Linked DNA regions of Triticum aestivum: region 2 is linked to region 1. The links are chromatin contacts, called in public HiCAR-type maps. All regions are on one chromosome and are shown on one strand. The core of a region is the stretch at or near the end of the contact, and the rest is flanking DNA. Distances in the headings are between cores, read along the strand shown. Region 1 holds the start of LOC123082820 (cell number regulator 10). Region 2 holds the start of LOC123084165.

The links. HiCAR-type assays count read pairs that join an accessible place to other places.
Region 2: a HiCAR-type map of leaf shows a contact between it and region 1, with 3 times the contacts expected there. The contact joins the promoter of LOC123084165 here to the promoter of LOC123082820 in region 1. A contact is called at or near these places in 1 of 5 Hi-C or Micro-C datasets (root) and 1 of 1 datasets of contacts at active chromatin or transcription factors (leaf).

What each region holds. Positions count from the first base shown.
Region 1 is chr4A:638,494,616-638,497,317 of IWGSC CS RefSeq v2.1, reverse strand. It overlaps LOC123082820 (cell number regulator 10), which reads right to left and starts at 1,345. Exons shown (of 2, transcript XM_044505058.1): 1 at 1,146-1,345; 2 at 334-1,039. The coding sequence starts at 1,254. The coding sequence ends at 675.
Region 2 is chr4A:638,633,152-638,635,853 of IWGSC CS RefSeq v2.1, reverse strand. It overlaps LOC123084165, which reads right to left and starts at 1,308. Exons shown (of 8, transcript XM_044505910.1): 1 at 802-1,308. The coding sequence starts at 1,152.

The DNA.
Region 1 (2,702 bases), core at 96-2,595:
TCCTCTTCTCCCATCTCGGCTACCCTCCCTTAGCTTTGGCTGAACCGGTTGCCACCATCACCCGTGGTTGATGCCATTATCGCGTCGCTTCGTCGCCCCGCCCAATACGAGTCATATCCTTTGTCGAGTTGTTGTCGTCTCGGATGTCCCTCTATACCCCTCCCCTTCTCCGACAGCGGTGATCATGCCTCACACCTCTACCCGCACCGTCGACTCTCTTACTCCCATCTAGCGGCGACACACTGCGGTTCCCATGAGTATGGAGTTGCGCATTCGTCTTCTCCACAGGAATCGGCTGAAATTGTTATTATTATTCTGTTGTAGTATAAGGAATAGCAAACATGAATTTTTATTCAAAACCAGAGGCCGACCGGGTGGCCAGCCATAGAAATACAAGGATGAAATGCAGAGCGACATTTTTTTCTGCCATCGCAAAAAGAAAAAAGAAGGAGAAAAACGTACACACGTTCTTGCCCTGACATCACATCATCAACTCACCATACAACATAAGTACATAACCCATTCACAGTATGAATTTTTTTTCGACAAAGGGTGATTTTATTGACAAAGAGTACGAACTTAACCAAGTCTATGCAACAATTTACCAAGCACGAAAGAACGCTTGCTCGATCGACCCTCCCTTCACACGTACGGCAATGAGCAGCCGGGTTCGATCAGCGGCCCATCTCCTGCATGCCGGGCGGGTTGACGCCGCCGGCGCCGCCGTTGCGGCGCTCTTGGTTGAGGTGCCAGCCGATCTCGGGGTCGTAGCCGCGGGCCTTGAGCTCCTTGTACTCCTGGACGAGCGCGCAGGGCTCGCAGCAGTAGTGCACGCAGCAGTCGCAGCAGGGCGCGTCCGGGAGCGCGTACTGGGCGCGCATCTTGGAGCGGTAGGTGCAGGAGTAGATCCAGTGGCACCCCGTGAGCGACGCCAGCAGCACGTAGAGCGCGCCGCTCGTCCCACACGACGTCGCGCCCCGGTCCACGATCTCCGCCACCTTCCCGAACGTGATGCACGGGCACCAGCAAGTCAGGCAACCTGCACACATCATAAGTATGTATTAGACATGCATTTCATGGCGATTGAGACGTTGAGATGAGTAGGAGGAAGATGGCATGAGCCGCCTGAGAGCAAGGCTACGTACAGAGGCCGCAGTCGTCGAAGCAGTCGAAGAGGCCGGAGGACCAGGCGGTGGGGGCGCCCGGTGCGCCGCCGACGGGGACGCCGGTGGCCGGCTCGGTGCCGGGCTTCATCGCGACGATGGCCGGTGAACTGGAAAGCTGTGATGAGGTGATCTTTGTGCGCTGGTGAGGTCGCTTTGCTGTTGCCTGTTGGCTGTTGTTGTGTGCCGGGAATGGGCTCGCCGGAGGGGTGCTTATATATAGGTCGTGGCCGGGCGGAGATGGGTAGGAATGCGTGTGCTGTCCCGAACGGTTCAGCGTGTAAAATAACCCAGCCGCGTTTTCAAGTCAAAGCGGCGTTCAATTGGCGCGAAGTAGCCGTATTTACGCAGTGTACGCGTCGTTGAAGGTGACAGCCAGCTGCCTGAAACCTCACATACCGTATAGCGTAGACTCATGATTGATCTGCTATACACACGACGGTGTGCAGCCGATGTCTGGACGATGCTACTGATCTGACCGTACATGCATGTCACAAAGAGGAGGCCGACCGCTGGATCAAAGCATCGTCCAATGTTCGGCCAGTGGGTGTCGGCTGCTCAGTAGTTCCGTCTGATCAATTCTTCTGCGTGTGGTAAAAGGTACTCCTCGTCGACTCAGTAACCATTTTGATCTGAACGATTCTTCATCTTGGATGCACGTACCTGTATAAACAGCCCATCTGTTTTTTTTTTCACTGAACATTCAATGTGTTCTAGAGATGGAAAACACGATCAGTAATTACTACCAAATACGAATGGGGTGGTATATTTGCCAAAGGAAAATGTAGGGCGGTATTACTACTATGGGGACGGGAGTGTAATTCGGGCATGTATGCATGGGTGGTCGCATGTGCTGGAGCTGGACCGGCGGCCGTTGGTGTAGGACTATGGGCCGCCGGGAGCTTCGCCTACGTGCGCGTGTGTTTTCTTCCTCGATCAACGGCTTGGCTTGTTAATAATGCTCGTATATGATTGTGTTCTCGCTCTCACGTCTCAGCTATACTCCCAATCTTTTATTTGCGGGGTAGTTAGCTCAGCATCAGCCGACCATTAATCTAAAAGCTCTCTGGATAAGTAATGGTTTTTGCGCCAACTTTCAAGTCAATGTGAGTACGTACACGCTTAATTAGTACTTCATCCGTTCGAAAATATTTGTATCAAAATGGATAAAAGGGAATGTATATAGATGTATTTTAGTTCTAGATATATCTTTTTTTATCAATTTTGATGACAAGTATTTCCGGACGGAGAAAGTATTTCCTCCTTGGACTAATATAAGATCTTTTAAATTACTACTTAAAAGACCTTATATTAGTTTACAGAGAAAGTACCTACTGAATTTCTTTATGGCAGGTCAATAATCAGTGTTATAATCTGCTCGTGAACACGTCCACATGCTCCAGCTACACAAGATCGGTTTATATCTGACACGATACAAAGAAAAGCTTACTATTGGCTAGTGAAAGATTGGATACGGTTACATTTGTTAGTAGCACTGTAGAACTAGCTGCATGCTGTCAATTAGCTTGGTGCACCAGA
Region 2 (2,702 bases), core at 59-2,558, 140 kb before region 1:
CCAGTGAAAAGAAGAAAGAAGATTTGCTTTCAAGTTGATCGCGCTCGTGAACGTCACATTCCTAGCGGCGGAAAGAAGAAAAAAGGGGACCTGACAAACTTGTTTTGGAGAAACAATTCAGTTGGTTTGTTCGCTGATGGACACGACAAAACAACAAACTAATTGTCCTGACAAACAATCAGACTACTAAGAGGGTGTTTGTTTCCAGACACTTATTGGTTTAAGGATTTAATCTAAACCAAATCAAACAGGAGGAACTTATAGAGACTTAAATTAGGCATTTGAGACTTATGAAATAAGACTCTCAAGAAGGACTTACAAGGATTTATGAACCAAACAAGCGCTAATAGCGTCTCGGCGAGACCGAATAAAGTAATCTTTCGCCGGGAGGGGCCGTACAGAGCACAGTGCAGGCGGTACATGCATGGTGGTATGGTGTCACACTTTCACATGGGGAGATGCCAATTTATTGGTGTGCGTCCTTGTTGCAAGCAGAGTTCTTTAAGAAACAGAGCAAAGGAGTCCATGGTGGCATTTTTTTCTCGTTCGCTGGCGCCCGTCACTGTCACATTCTTTTTTTTTTGAAGGGGTGACTGTCACATTCTGGAGCCGTGATGGAACGGAACGGAACGCTGCTCCATCCGTGAGAGTGAGACGGACCGCGACCCGCACCCGCACCCGCACCCAACGGAACGGGACGCGTCCCCGACACTGATGGAGCAGCAGCGTTGGGCGGGATGCGATGCATGACTAAACTAATTACTACTACTTGACGTGGCTTTGATTGGCCCTGGCGCGTACCTTGCCGATGCCGAGGGCGTCGAGCAGCGCGACGGCGTCGCCGACGACGTGGAAGGCGGTGTAGGACGCGACGTCGGCCGGCGCCTCCGTGCCGCCGTAGCCGCGCAGGTCGGGCGCCACGCACCGGTAGCCCCGCGCGGCGAGGTGCGCCATCTGGTGCCGCCACGAGTACCACAGCTCCGGGAAGCCGTGCAGGAACAGCACCGCCCGCCCGTCCTCCGGCCCGGACTCCGCCACGTGCATCGCGATGCCGTTCGCCTCCACCGTCCGGTGCCTGATCGCCGCCTCCCCCGCCGCCGCGCCGCCGCCCTGAGCTTGCGCTGCCTCCACGCCGTTCACCGCTCCCGCCATCCTCTCCCTCTCTCTCAAGCTAGAGCTAGGCGTGTGTGTGTTGGGTTGGGTTGTGTTTGCGGTGGACACGGGAGCGGGGCGGCCGGGTGGTATTTATGCCGGTGCCGCTCCAGTTCGGCGCCGGAAGGACGAGCGTGCACGTGAACGGCTTCAGTGTGAAGACACACGAGGCGCCAGAAGTGGGATGGTCAGACTGAAAATGTACCACACTTGACTGACGTGCCCTCTGACGCACTCGCTCACCGCTCACGAGGCGACGTGTCAACTGTCCGCGGCGCCACTCCAGCCGGCCGGCCGGTGATGGGTGCAGTGCCACAAGATTCGTCTTGATTGAACAGCTTTCCGGCGAAGGATCGCTTGGATATCCACGTCTGGTGTGGTATGCTTGGATCGCGTGGATTTCAAGGTTTAATTCGTGGGATTCCCGCGGATGCTCCCACGTTTTCTTCTCGCTGGAGTACGCCCTATATGACGTATATTGATAATACAGTATTAAAAATTACAATATCTTGTGGATGCCCATATTGATTATAAGAGATTGTGGGAAATAAAAATCAGTCAAGATGCTCACTCATTTTCTACCTTCTACTAGAGGGGTTGTTTCGAACACAAGGACAACCTCGCAAGTCGTGGATGGTAAGAGCATCTCCAACGCCACCGACCCTCACACATCCCGCAATCGTCCGGACCGTGAGAGCCATCTAAGGTGGTTCTATATGGATCCGTGATGCAGTCGGACACGTTTCCTCCCGTAAACCGGAGACAAACAACGAGGGAGGAGGGGGAGGGTATACTGGAGTCCGGACCGATCCCAAGTCCACTTCTGATCTCCCTGGCCCACCAAAAACCACTCCTCCCTCCCGCACGTGCTTTCTGCCTGGTGCCAGCTACCCGCATTCATGCTGCTATCGAGCGCACCGCTTCACATGGAAAATGGCTCAAAGCGGACGCGACATTCCACTGCCTCCGCCATTGAAGCGGTGCGCCGGCCGAGGACGTCGCTCGCTGCACGCCTCCTCGCCGCATTCAAACGTCTCCATTAAACCCGCATGGAAGCCGAGAAATATACTCATGCCACACGTTCGTTTCATGAGCGGGCCGACATTAAACGCAACGCCGACCGAGCTCCGCCCGTTCGCCCTCTATTTAAACGAGGCTATACGTCGTGCAAGAATCGCCCCCCCCCCCCTCGTCGCTCCCCCATCTCCTCCTTCACCATTTGTCCATTTTCTCCACTCTTCCGATGGCACCCGACGTGCCGAAAGTGCAGTTCTCCAGCATAAAAGTCGGTTGGGTGGCCCATCGAGTCCGCCGTATCCGGCGAGGCAGCTCGCTGCTCGACCTTCCCTTACCTAGCCTGACGGAGCCAGTTGTCGCCCCAAGCCGACGCGTGGTTCAGCAACTCGCCGATCGAAGCCAACTCGCGGAGGACTGGTGAGTTGCTCCATCCTAGCACGGCGGGGAGCACGACGGCTCGGGCATCGCCGCATCCAGTGCCTGCGACTGCACCATTGTTGTCGCTTGAAGCTACATCGGTATTTCTCCAAAGG